Regions from separate parts of the Rattus norvegicus genome. Here region 2 is linked to region 1. The links are chromatin contacts, called in public Hi-C maps. All regions are on one chromosome and are shown on one strand. Each heading gives the region's core, a stretch centred on a gene start, on an enhancer-like site or on the middle of the called end of the contact. The rest is flanking DNA. Distances are from core to core; before and after follow the strand shown. Region 1 has its middle 210 kb from the start of Vrk2. Region 2 has its middle 370 kb from the start of Vrk2.

Region 1 (6,669 bases), core at 2,948-5,447:
TTTCCAGGACACGCTTTTTGACTTAATTTGAAAAAATTACCCCAGTTTGACAGAGAAAACACTTTGCAACCTGCATAACCTACACATTTATGTGCAAGCTAAGTCCAAAGAGTGTAATCTATCTAAACCTTCTGCATGGAGCCTCCAGGAGAGCCATCCTGGAAGCTGCACTGAGTCTCTTTCAAAGCGACAGTTGAAGCCATCCTACCACTTCATCATTCTAACGTGTGTTTGTTTGTTTGTTTATCCTGATTTTGTCAGCTCTTAAACATCCCAACACATTTCTCTTTCTCTTTAGGGTTGTGTCCAGTAAGTGTGCCTTGCCCAGGCTTAAGAACTGAGGGCTCTGGTTCAGGTCTCCATGTCCTCAAACTGGCATGACTACCTTGTGGCAAACATCAAATTGTCATGTTGTCATGTGGCTGCTGCCTGTGAAGTTTATTTTGGATCAGACTGATTTCCCAGCATATGCTTGAGATAGAATCTTCAAATGGTGCAGAGTGGGATTTTCAAATTATGATCCTGAGCATTTTTTCCTTATCCACTTACATGTAATCTAAAAATAAACACCCGGGCTCCACCAGGATGTGACAACTTCAGCAAACAAAATTGAAAATAGCTGTCTTACGACAGTCTCCCCTCCGAATGAAACCGGGGAAAATATACCTTTAGAGAAAAACACAGAGCCTGTTAAGGAGCAGAGAAGGCTCTCACAGCAGGTTTGCGAAGAGAGGCACAAGGACATAAACAGCTCAGGATGGCTATGAAGCAAGGAAAAAACCAGCCAGCAATCACTGTGTTGAATCCCGGAAGGAGCACGGGGAAGTGGTCACAGGTGATTGTCATGTGTGATAATTATTATTACTGTACACCTGCTCCTCCGCACTAATTAACTTTGGATATGCAAATCAATCCTATTGCATCATGCCCCTGCTCTCCTCCCCTACAGATAAGAAGATGTTCAGCTGCTGGATTTAATTAGGATAATGAACGCCAGGCCCACGGTGGCTTGGCAGGGGAGGTATAGGGGGGAGCTGTGACTGACCTTTTCTCCCCAAACGTTGACATTTTCTAAGGCTGGTGAGCACTCGAAGTCACCTCCATGGCTGGGACATTGATAGGAGCGGATTGATGAGGTGTCATTAGAGGAGAGCCGCCGTGGCCCTCGCGTTTGCTGGGAGAGTACAGCAGGTGTTCTGACAAGGACATGTACCGTAGCTGTTATTTGCCAAACGATCTTCCTGATTCTCTAAAGTCAAGCATGCCAGCATTTCTCCATAAAAGAAAACAAGCCTGCTTCCCTGAAGGCCCCAGAGGAGTGGTCACCACTAAATCACATTGCGGAATTACCTCCCATCTCACATCAATATATTAAAAACGTTTCTATTATTTCTATCCCCTGCATGTCCCCTTTTCCCCTGCACTCTCCAAATCTCCCCCTACCTGGCAGTTCCAGGATTCCTCGTGCCCTAAGACCTCATGCAGTAAGCTAAAAAGGGTTAAGTTTGTTCATTCTGGTGATTCCACTCCTGTGACATAATGCGACATGAGGGCTTCGGTGATTAAATGGAAAAAAGCAAGGCAATATCTTTTTGTTTGGATACCTGGCCTACTTGTTTATCAAAAAATGTCTTCCATTTTATGTATGTACATATACATGCCTTATCTGAATTTGAAATTCAAAGGCATGCATAGAAAATCATATGAAGGAACGTATACTGAGGGACAATTGTGCTCCCTCTCTCTGAGCTTTAACTTCTCAGCCATCCGTGTGCTGAGTTTCCTGTTCTTCTCCATCTGACGATTGAATTTTGTGCAGTTAATAAAATGATACCAGGTAGATTTCTCTATTTTCTCTTACTCTTTGTATATTAAATCCGAATAAATCTGGGACACTAGCCAACTTCACAAAGGTGAAATAGATTCCTTGGGGTGGCTAAAAAATCAGACTGATTAAACCTGGACAAGAGGCAATGCTACAATATTCCACCCCTGAAGTAAAGGTGGTAGGTTTCAAAACCACTGCATATTCCAGTAAAGAGCAGGGTGATTCTGTTTGTGTAGGCTTGATAGGTGGTACCTCATGTCAAGTTTCTCCTAAGAAGAGAGTTCTGTAGAGACGTCAATATGTGCTCTCTCTCTCTCTCTCTCTCTCTCTCTCTCTCTCTCTCTCTCTCTCTCCTTCCACCCTCCCTCCCTCTCTCTCATTTTTTTTCTGCTTTTCTTTCTTTCTTTTAATCCAGGAAACAATATACCCTTTTCTTTTCTCAAAAGAAAAAAAATCCCAGTAATATAGACAAGTATCATAAACACTGCACTGTCTCCAAGGGACAGCATATGGGAACTGGAGGTGGTGAAATTGGTGCTTTAACCAAACTTAAAAAGGAAATTGTGTAGTCAAAGTTGAAGTTCTGCATAGCATAGGGTCCAGTCACCTCAACCATCTAGCATAATAAGTGAGTGCTAGAGGGCACTGGGTACTTCTGCTCTGTAAGGTATCACAAAGTGTTGTTGCGTAATCAAGACTTGTCTCTTATATTAAGTAGCCACTTGGAAGCTGTAGGTTTTAGCCAGAGCTGTGATCACTCATGATTTCATGATTAGTTCTGAGCATGGACTGACATTTAACTTTTGCCAAGACAAAGCCTGTGTGCTTCTATTGCAAGGAGGAGGTGTACTGTGTACAATGGGGTAAACATTGTGACTTCTCTTTTTGTAGATGATTCATCATTTTTTTTTTGGAGTATTTGTCAGTTTCCCTTTTGCTGAGGGTCTAAATTTTAGGCTATCTAGGCAGTTTCTACCATGGGTTCTTGTTCTGATATCCTTTTAATTTAAGCATTTCTCATCAACTCTGCCCCTCTAAGCATAGCAATGCTCATGTGTATAACCTAGAACCCTTTTGGGGTGCTCCACCTCACCACCTGCCTGGCAATGCCAGTTTCATGGAAGGCCAGTGCAGCTGACCTCAGTAAGAATGTCCTCAATGTGCTGGCATTTTAAATCAGCTTTTTGTTGGCCGTCTCAGCAACAGAATCTTGACTGAGAATCCCTAAGGGCAGTGTCACCTACACTTGGTTACAACCTCCAACAGACTGCAGCTCTCCAAACCCTCCAAAGGGTTTTCTGTGTTCTCACGAGCTCAGTGTGTTTGATACAGAAGAAAGCGTATCCACCACACTGTGGAAAGTCAGTAGAAATTCAGTCCAGAACAGAAATCTAGGGAAATCCGATCTTCAGGTGTTGAATCGAACATCTCATTTCAGGTCACAACATTAATTTAGAAGACTCCTTTCAAGCCCTGATGACTCAGTTTATCCCCTATGTTTTTACTTTACTGACTTTGTGTCACAGTTGAGTTTTTCTGTTTGTTGTTTGTTTGTTTGTTTTTAATACAAGTCAAGTGACCTTATAAATAAAATGAGGAAAATAAGAGCAACCCACAGGATTTTCATTAAGCTTAAGTAAAATAATGCACCCATGGCTCATGTTCACTTATTAATAAATGTAATAAATAATACTAGTCTACCTAATAGCAAGCATACAATATGCATTGGTGTGTGAGTTTAATGATGAAACCAATTTAGTCGTGTCTCTCGAAACTGTGTCTTGTGTCTATACTTCGTAGGGGAATTGTAAGCATTTTAATTTACCTTTTGGCCTCTCTTCTTTGGATTCAGTGCTTTTCATATTCCTGTTTGAACGTGAGAAAAACACAGAGATAATGCCCCTTTTTCTTACAAAAGCAATCATAATATCCAGAAAGCTGGATATAAGCAAAACAAAGTAAATACTAGATTCCTGTGGTCTTTGCACACAAACCCTGAAATTCAAAGTGTCTTAATTCCTCCATTTAAGAATAATGTTTCTGAACCTCATAAATAGAAATCGTGGGCGTTTTCAACACTTTCTGAATACAGCTTAAGTTCTGTGCTATAACCTACTGGCTATTTGCTCTGCATTTTATTTTCACCCCCTGACAAAAAAGAAACAGGACTATCTTGAGTTACATTATTTTAAACTTCAAATATATGCCCCACGTTTTGAGGCTGTGTATCTAAAATCTGTCACCTGTTAGTGAAATCCTCCATGTTGTGTGGTGGGGAGAGCATGGATTAGACTCGTGGTATAAGTACTCAGCCTTTATTCTGGTTCACTGTGGCCTCCTGTGAGCCATGCGCCTTTGCTGAGATCCAACTTTCTTGTGTTAAGTGAGAATTCTCAGTCTTTCATGAGCACACTAATCACCAAGAGGTTTGATAAACAAAGATTGTGATCAGTGAGCCTAGGAAAGAGCCTAAATCCTGAGCCTGCAACAAGCTCCCAGGATACCTTGCAACTAGTCCACAGGCTACACAACAACTAGCAAGGGATGGGATAAGTTTGAAGGTAACTGATACGTAATTTGACGTTTCAATGTTATCCCATGAGAAGGCACGACAAGTGTTCTCAAATAAGGATCTAGCACTGTGGTATACATGTATACAACCTTTAACAGTAGTCAGAGCTCTTTGTGCCCATCTAGTCTGTAGAGTATTTTGAAGAGGATCTGATTCTCAGATTCATTGGCTCACTGTGGGCTAGTCCCAGGGTCCCCTGTGTAGAGCCGAGGAGACAGCTCAGTCCTCAGTTCTGAATGCCTGCAATCAAACTCCATGATTTCCATGGTCACCATTGCTTTCATCGTTTGTTCTCCAAATTTGGGAAAGCCAAGGGGAGCTGACAGCTTTAGTTTCATACACAGACATATATTTATGTATGTGTTTAAAATTACCCAAATATTGTTCAAATCTAATGTTTGTCTTCTAAAGCTGACTTGACACTGGTATATTTCTTTTTCATTTTTCACCTATTTTTCTGCTTCTTTCTATTCATCAAGCACAGAAAAGCATCTCAGGCCAGCGTGTGCATTTCCAGTTTCACTGCTACAGTGCATGAGTTCTAGATCTTAAAGGCCAAAAAGCATCTATTTGACTAAAGAGCTATAAGGCAGCCATAAAAATTATGGATCACAGAAATAAGCAATTAGTGTTATCTTCAATTGCTTTATTGGCAGTATTCACTCGTTAGAATAGAGGCAGCCGTAAAACAGATTGCAACATACTGTATACCAGCATATGGGATTTTACATTATAATGCTATTCTCTGCCAAGAAGTCATATTTTCATTTGAATGCATGGAGCAGATTAGCACAAGGTTTCCAGCATTAGAAGTGGATGACCCTCACTCTTTTTGTAGTTGTTGTTAAAAAGCAATTCCTGAACTTATGACTAAATCCAAGCGAGTGCCATGGTGAATGGGGCTGTGTTCCATGACTGCATCCCAGGCCTTTGGAGACTGAGCTGGGCATGGCATGGCGCTCTAGCAGATAATAAAGTCAATCTCTAACTTGGTACATAGAGGGAGAGTGGAGGGTTTGCCAGTCTTCCCAAACCAGCTGGCGTCAATTCTGGAGGAGGCTGCTCACGCGCCCATCTCATCACAGCTAAATGCCACAAAGGACACTCTTAGTACGGGGGATAGAAATAAAAGAATGAGGATAGTTAGTAATGCAGCAAAGATGGGACCCGTATTTAACTTTGAGAGAGGTCTTCCTGACATCTGACTGCCATTTCCACTGGCTGTATATGTGGAAACAGGTTGCAGATTACAGATAGAGTTTCTGCAGGACTTGCATGACAAACTATCCCCAGCACAGCTCCCACCACAACAAGGAGCCTTCCAATCATGGCTCTGAAGTTCCTGACTCTCCACGTCCCCTCACACACTTACACATTTTCCATGTTTCCGTATGGTTCACCAGGAACGTGAGGCCAAAAACTCACTTTTCTGTTTCAGCAGTTCAAATAGGGAAGAAAAAGAAAAACATGTATCTGACTGGGTCTGTTTACAAGATGTGGGGCAGCAAATGGAAAGGCGCTGAGAGGCAGGATTGCTGGCAAGGGAAGCTCGTGTGGGTTCAAATTAGAAGTCATATTACTGTACGCAGTCTTGATGGAATAAATATTAATCATCAAATGTATTTTGTCACTTCACACATAATGACAATATATTTCAAGTGTCTTTTTCTGATAGCTAAAATACCCTGGGATTGTGGGTGAAAAAACTTTTTTATAGGGCTTCCAATGTGAGAGAACCTAACCCATATATAGTAATTTATAAGAACAAAGGAATATGTTTGAATTAGTGTTTGAGTATTCCCTACCATTTATTCAAATCTAGTAAAGTCTAAATAATTTGATAAAGTCTTCAGAGTCCATGCATAATGCAATCATGTAAAAAAAATCAATGTTAATCTTATGAACAGTGTGTTCATTTAAGTGGTTTTCTTAATCGTAAGTCTGAGAATTATAATAGTATTAAAAATCATTGTAAAATGCTTATAACATTCTAGGATTATTCTGAATGATTAGGAAAACAAATGGCAATGCCCAAATACCAGAGAGCACCTACTTCTGTCCTATGGCAATGCCCAAACACCACAGAGCTGTCCACTTCTGCTCTATGACACTGCCAAAACACTAAAGAGCTGCCCACTTCTGTCCTTCCTGATTACTCAGGCTGATAGTTCATCTTGCATTTCCATAAGACTTATAAAGACATTTTTTCTCTCCTTTTCATTTTGTGAAAAGATGAAGTAAAATGCAAACACAAGCTTTGGCAACTTCA
Region 2 (6,669 bases), core at 2,276-4,775, 160 kb before region 1:
CAACGAACAAATCTGTCAACGTGTTAAGTACTGCAGATATGGAAAACGGCTCTCACATTTGTATTCCTTCCCTGAAGTAATTCCCTTACAGTAAGTTTGCATCATCAATAAAATCTCCATGTGTTACTTTTAATTTCTTCTCTTTCTTGAGAAAAATGAAAGCCTTAGAGTGCAGGGCATGCTTGAGACCCCGGGATTCTAAGCAACGCCCTAAGTAGGTCACATTTCCACGCTGCAATTTCAGCAGACAAATTTGTTTGATTCTTCAACATAATAAAAGAAGACACTTGGTTCAAAGTTTCAGCTGTCCATCGTCATCTTCAGAGTCTTTGTGGTGTAGCCTGGCATGTTCCAACAGTGTAACACACAAACGTTAACTCGAATAGGGACACTTGTTTCAAACGCTCTGCAGTCTTCCGCCCTGAAGGCTGGTTTTCCTGTGTATGCTCCATTTTCCATTTATGCCCGCAAGCCCATCTCTACAAACACTTTCCTCCACATCTCAACTGCCAGTACTCTCAGTCCTGCCCTTGCAGCCTGTGGGACTCATTATAGCGCAGAGTCTGTGGCCATTTTGTGAGACAATTTGGCTGTTTCAGATGTTTGTTTTATATCTTTAGTTATTAAACCATTTCTAAGTATAACAGCTCATTCAGCATAGACCTCAGCAATGATTATCTACAATATTTCTCTAATATAATGTGGATGGCTATTTTTAGGACCTAGAGTATACCTAGCTATACTTGTACTCCACTGTGGTTGACCCCCAAGTGGGCCGCCCAAGTGGTTGCCATTTTTACACAATTTCCTCAATAGTACTTCTCGTAAGAAGTCTAGGGGGCATTTCTTTGCTTCAGCAAAAGGCCAACAAAGTACTCTGATCTTATCACCCATGTTCCCAAAGTCTCTGTCAGTGACATCATTATGTCAGCAGGTCTCTTCACTCATGGACCAATGCTAAGCTTTGTTTACTTAATAGAGAGAAACAGTTCTGAGCTCATCACTTCCCAACATGAGAGTCAAGGACTGGACTTTGTGCCCTGAACTCTGGGTTTGGAGACCAGTTTTATCCATAGTCTTGGCCAGTGTAGAAGTCTTCAGAATTCATCTCTGGATATCAGCTGTGACTGTGGGGTCAAGCTGACCACTGCAAATAGCACTTTAAAGAATCAGGGCTACAGTGGAGCACGTGTAAATGGCTGGTATGAATTATCCTTTGATATGTCATGTATACAATTGGTTATAATACAATTTTTAACAAAGCAGCTGTATCTTTAAGTGTCAATTTGGGAACTGCAAAGAGTGACTGAGTCCAAGGTGTGGTCCAGATACTGCCGGCTGTTGAAATTCCAATCTGAAAAGTAACCAGAAGTCCTTCTGTTAGCTCTTTAAAGATAAAATAGCTGTATGGGGGAGGCAGAGGGGTGCACTCTCCGGCAACGGAGGCCGTGGAGGCTGCTGAGTAAACAGCATACACAGATTTCGTGAAGTGTATCTCCCACAGGACCCATGGCAACAGCTTTTATTTTCTTCTATTTTTCCTTGCAAATCTTTTCCTCGCCTGATTTGCTCTTTCTCCTTCTATCACTAGCCCTGATCAATGCAGCAGGTCAGCTTGAAAGAATGGACGGCCTCCAAGCCACACGCATTTAAGCCACTTTAATGCAAATATTGATCTTAGGAACCAGGACACAGAGTGTCCCCCCACCCCCACATACACACACTTTTTAGTGAACATGCCTTTTTTTTCTAGGGCTCTACTGCCCGTGATAAAATAAGTCACCATAGATCAGCATCCTACCATCTTTTATGCACAAGAATGTAGACGTCACCCAAGGGATGGGCCAGATTCAATGACAAGCGTGCAAACCTACATAGCAGGTACTTTGCCAGAGTACTGAGCCATATTTTCTCCATCACTTATGGAAACCTCCTCGGGGAGCTACGCTAGTCCACACAAAGGCACACTATCAGAGTGGGTGTGGTATCAAGTATCACAGGAGTAGTTGTGCAACAGCCATGTCCACTATGCTAACATTTATTTTCTCTGTGCCCAAGATTATCAAAGCATCGTAGCAGAAAGCCACTGTCCAAGAGGCAGAATTAGCAACAGAGTCCAAGTAGGAGCTGAAACCCAAAAGGAGAGATCAAGGGCAGGAAGGAATTCTAAGGGCCACTTTGAAATTCGAAACTAAAAAGATCTGATATTCTATCTGTAGGCATTTTTCAGGACTAAGGTGGGGGTTGCGGGGGGTGGGGGGGGGAGAAGAAAAACTGTTTGTACAAAGAAAGCTTGCTTGGCCTGTGGCCAAGAAAAGAGGCATCACAAACTGGGAGGAGTTTGAAGGCAACACACAAAAAAACCTAGAGCCAAAGGACAGGGGGAGACAACCCAACTTAAAAGCTCTGGGCCAACGCTGGTTGCTTCAAAGCCATGCTCGCTTCTTACACATGTTTGTCCCCCCACTCCCACCCCAAGGGTTTGTCACTGCTGTTGTTGTCTCCTACAACTAGAAAGCAAAATAAAGCTGCAGAGGCGTCCCCACTACCGAGATAGCTTCAGACATGGAAATAGCCCTGCACAACCTTCACCACAAAGGCACTTTCCTCGCTCTCTTCCTCTTGCTCCTCAAGCCGCATCTTTATGCAAAGGGGCAGATGTCATCATGACAGGGACCAGGAGATGTGTACATCAGGTGGACAGAATGTTCACTGTGGGCTTATCAGCCTAAAAGCTGCAGATAACTGGGGGTGAAGGGAGAACTGAGTGGTATGCAAAGTGGGAGGGCAGCTAGGCAGAAGGAAGCCTTTGACCTTGGAGAGGCGGAGTACTACAGAAGTGTAGGGTGGGAGTCGGGGAATGGAATGAGGAAGTCTGAGCTGTAATATATTCGGGTAAAAATGGTGCTGTCATCTTGAGCTACAAGTTAGAAAGTTATTACTTTTAATATGCCACTACCTTAGGCCTATACTGTTATGTAAAAGAAAAATAACCTTGTGTGACAGTTTAACATTGATCGATGTGCCTGCCAAACGCGAAGAGATAAATAAGCAGGTGATGAATAAACACCACTTCAAGTAAAGACATTACGCCGCATGCATAAAACGGCGCCAGGCACCTAGGAGCTGTGGGTGGCCGAAGGTTGGCCATTTCATGCCCACTCAGTAAAGCAGACTTAATCGCTTCCAATATTTTCTGTTAAAAAGCACGCTTAATGAGCCAATTTCACAAGCCCAGAGAAACTGATTATTATCTCCGAGTTCCAACAGAGTTGGTTGTTTTCCAAGAGCCAGCTTTTTTTTTTTCCTTGATGGGATAAAATCCTTTTTTAAAAAAGAGAGAGAGAGAGAGAGAAAGGAGAGAGAGGTGCACAGGAGAGAGAGAGAGCTAGAGCAAGAGAAAAAAGGGAGAGAGAGGGTGAAAGAGAGAGTCAAGGAGCCAGCCTGAGGGCACAGACTCCGGCTCACCGGGCAGGGGCGACCGCTAGATGGCAGTGTTACCCCGCAGTCGGCCCCAGGGCCCAGCTAGGTCTGGGCAGAGAGCTGGGGAGGGTAATTAAAGCTCAAAGCAGCTGCCTGAAGAGTTCACACCCTACCACAGTGCAGCTCCTTTGTCCACTTTCTTCATGCCCAAGCAGCTAGAAGGCAAGAGACAAAGGGGGCAGCCCCCGAAGGCCTCCGTCCCTCTAACAAGCAAGGTTTGAGGATTGCCTGCTAGGCTTCCTTTCTCCGGGTGCGAGAGACCTTTCTCTGGTGCCTTATTTACCCTGAGGGGTTTGCCAACACTGTGTACCTAACAGGACGAAGCAGAGGACTACTGGGGGCAAAAATTCCAGAAGACAGAAATCTTTCCTTTACCCTTTTCTTCAGGGGAGTGCTCCCTTTTTTTCTTTTCTCTCCTCTTCTTTTCTTTTTTTCTTTTCCTTTTTCCCCTTTCCTCTTCGATGCACTTTGTACGCTCTCTCCTCCCCAACACCGTTTTTGTTTTCTTTTTCTGTTTGTTTGCATAGTTTCGGTAAGAGGTCTGCAAAAAGGGATAGAAATAGTGTCAGGAAAAGAGAGATAGGGCCTCTTAGGAAGTTGGCTACCTGTCCATCAAGAAACACTGTCAGGAAGGAGCCTTCTGTCCCTCCAGTTCCTGCCAGCTACACCCAAATGTGCTAAAAGCCAGGCAAAGCCACGCTGCTATTGTCAGCGACTGCAGTCACCCAGTCACCACTAGGAAAGACCCCACAACTAGACCTCAGTGTACCATCAACATAGATTTTTTTTTTTAATGAAGCAAACTGTTGTTAGGTTCTAAATTGAGATGCAAGTTCATTATTTATGAATATTCATGGAAAACTTGAAGATTTTCCAAACTTGGCCTTTCATTTCTTATCAGTTAACCAAATAATTGATGCATATTCTCTTTCTGGAGGAGAATCTTCTCGAGATGTGTGACAGAAGTATTCATGAATTTTGAAGTTAATTTTGCCTTCTGATGACTCAGAAGAGAAGAGAATTGGCAACAGAGCAAAAATGATTCTCAGCTCTTATCTTTCACTTCTAGTCCCCTAAGCGAGAAGAACAAAGTAACACTTACAAAGAGTGGTCTATTATGGGGAAAGAATTAGGATATCTGAGGGGCATTTAGAAGCTGCAGAGAAATCGCCACTGGTATTCTGCAGGAAGGAGCAGAGAAAGCCAGGCAGAACTACTTGAGGTAAAACAGAAATAAGAGGACTAACCCCAGAACTGATTTACTACAGAAGATCTGAGAAGACACCAGAAGCAGTCACTCGAGAGCCTCACTGGGCAGGTATCATCCCAGAGGCAAAAGGACAGGCAAACAATCTTAAGGGGCCTCGCTGGCCTTGTTGAGTCATACTTCTCAAAATGCCCCTCACCAAGCACGAGCGTGCAAATGCGCTCCTTTCCCTGAATCTTTGGGTATTTGCTTCCTTATGCCAGCTGTCATGTGATCAAGCATAGTGACAGAGACAATATGAGTGTGTGCCTGTCATAGTCTTCTATTATAGGAGAAAGTTCTAACCAGAAAGAGAAACGAACTTCAGGCCTTCAGGGAGCGTGCTTCCCATTCACTGTGTCAGAAACACAAAGTGTTACACTTTTGTCTTCTCAGGATCTTGGACCTGTGTAGTTTCCACCTCACAAAACTTAAAGGAAATACATAGTACCTGAATGTATCATTTCAGAAGGGTAAAGGCCCCACAGAGCTCTACCGTCTTCCCCCCACAACAGTGTGTTAGGCATTGTGAACAGCCTGAGTCCACAGTCCAGGAGCTCACTGGCTGGAAGCTCCAAAGCAGTGACTCGTCAAGGAGAGCGCAGTCTCCAGAAGCTGGTTCCTTGCCCAGACCTTGGAGGTCCTGAAGGCTGCTGGAATTTAGCATCAGTTGCAGAGCCAGAAAAGAGTAATTGTGTTGCCTAGGGCTGCCACAAAAGATTACTGCATACTAGCTGCCTAGAAATGACAGAAATTACTCCTCTTGCTATTGTCGACGCTTCCCGGGTGCAGCGTTCAGTTCTGGAGGAAAATGCATTCCTTCCCTGCGTTCTAGCTTCCAGAAGGACCCATGTGACATGTCAGGTGTGATAGGTAATTCACAAGATGTTGGCAATAGTCACTATTCTGTATAAATCAAATGCTACTTTGCAAGCCTTAAATAGATAAGACTTGTGAAATACCTATTTATGAGTAGGGAGAGGTTTTGCGATTCAATCCAGCTCTGACGTCACCTGGAGCAAGAATGCTAGAAGAGACAGCACCCCAAGTACTTCAGTTCCTGCCTCCCAGTTACTAAGAAAGATGACAAGGAAGTGTGGATGAGAGGAAAATGACAGGTCAAAAAGACTTCATGTGACTTTAGATTTTGAGCTGATGAAGAGGGTTAGAAAAAGAGATAGGCTTAAGTAGATAAATGTTGAAAGAAAGAAAGAAAGAAAGAAAGAAAGAAAGAAAGAAAGAAAGAAAGAAGGAAAGAAAGGAAGAGAGAAAGAAAGGAAGAGAGAAAGAAAGAGAAACACCTCTATGACCATGCTAGATACTAAGACCTGAACCAGAGGCCGATTACCATCTTGAAGGCTTTGTAACAGTGAGAGCAGGATTGAGGCCACCAGAGCAGTGTCAGGGCTTTTGAGAACAAAGTTCACTTCTACCTTTCAAAGGGAATAACATAATCCACAGAAGTTAAGGTGTGGGGAAGAAGAAACTACTGGTTGTTGAATAGTGAACTTGTCAAAAGCTGCCAAGGCTCTCAGACTTCTGGCCTGAATAAAGAGGTTGATCATACCATCCTTAAGCAAGATTAGACATAGACATAGGTATCCCAAAAGCAGTAGACTTGAATGCAGTGGATACTAGTCCATTTGTATATATAAGGAGAGAGGCAGAAGAAGAGAGGGAGGAAGATGAGGGAAAGGAAGGAGGGGAGATTGAGGAGGAGGAGGAATTCACAAATGAATAAGACAAATTGGAGCACAAACATAACTGTAAGTTAGAAACTTCTAATTAGATGGTAGAGGAGTTCGTAGAGAAGGCAGAGAAAGTACAGAGTTACAGGGCTGAAAGAAAGAAGAATGCATCAGGTTGGAAGGGCTGAGGGATTTCAGAGTAGGTCTGTCTGCCACATATAAGGAGGTGCGTTAGACAGCTGTGTGGGGCAC

Evidence for each region. Hi-C and Micro-C count contacts between places; a contact is called where the count stands out from the background.
Region 2: a contact with region 1 is called in a Hi-C map of frontal cortex, with 3 times the contacts expected there. The contact joins two enhancer-like sites. A contact is called at or near these places in 2 of 12 Hi-C or Micro-C datasets (the A7r5 cell line and frontal cortex).

What each region holds. Positions count from the first base shown.
Region 1 is chr14:104,837,384-104,844,052 of GRCr8, reverse strand. It overlaps the pseudogene LOC103693231. Among named protein-coding and RNA genes, the nearest start is that of Vrk2, 210 kb to the right of the region's middle. Within about 2 kb of position 4,197, at least 5 of the 93 cell types and tissues checked have an H3K27ac peak or open chromatin away from gene starts, as enhancers often do.
Region 2 is chr14:105,001,232-105,007,900 of GRCr8, reverse strand. No RefSeq gene overlaps it. Among named protein-coding and RNA genes, the nearest start is that of Vrk2, 370 kb to the right of the region's middle. Within about 2 kb of position 3,525, at least 5 of the 93 cell types and tissues checked have an H3K27ac peak or open chromatin away from gene starts, as enhancers often do.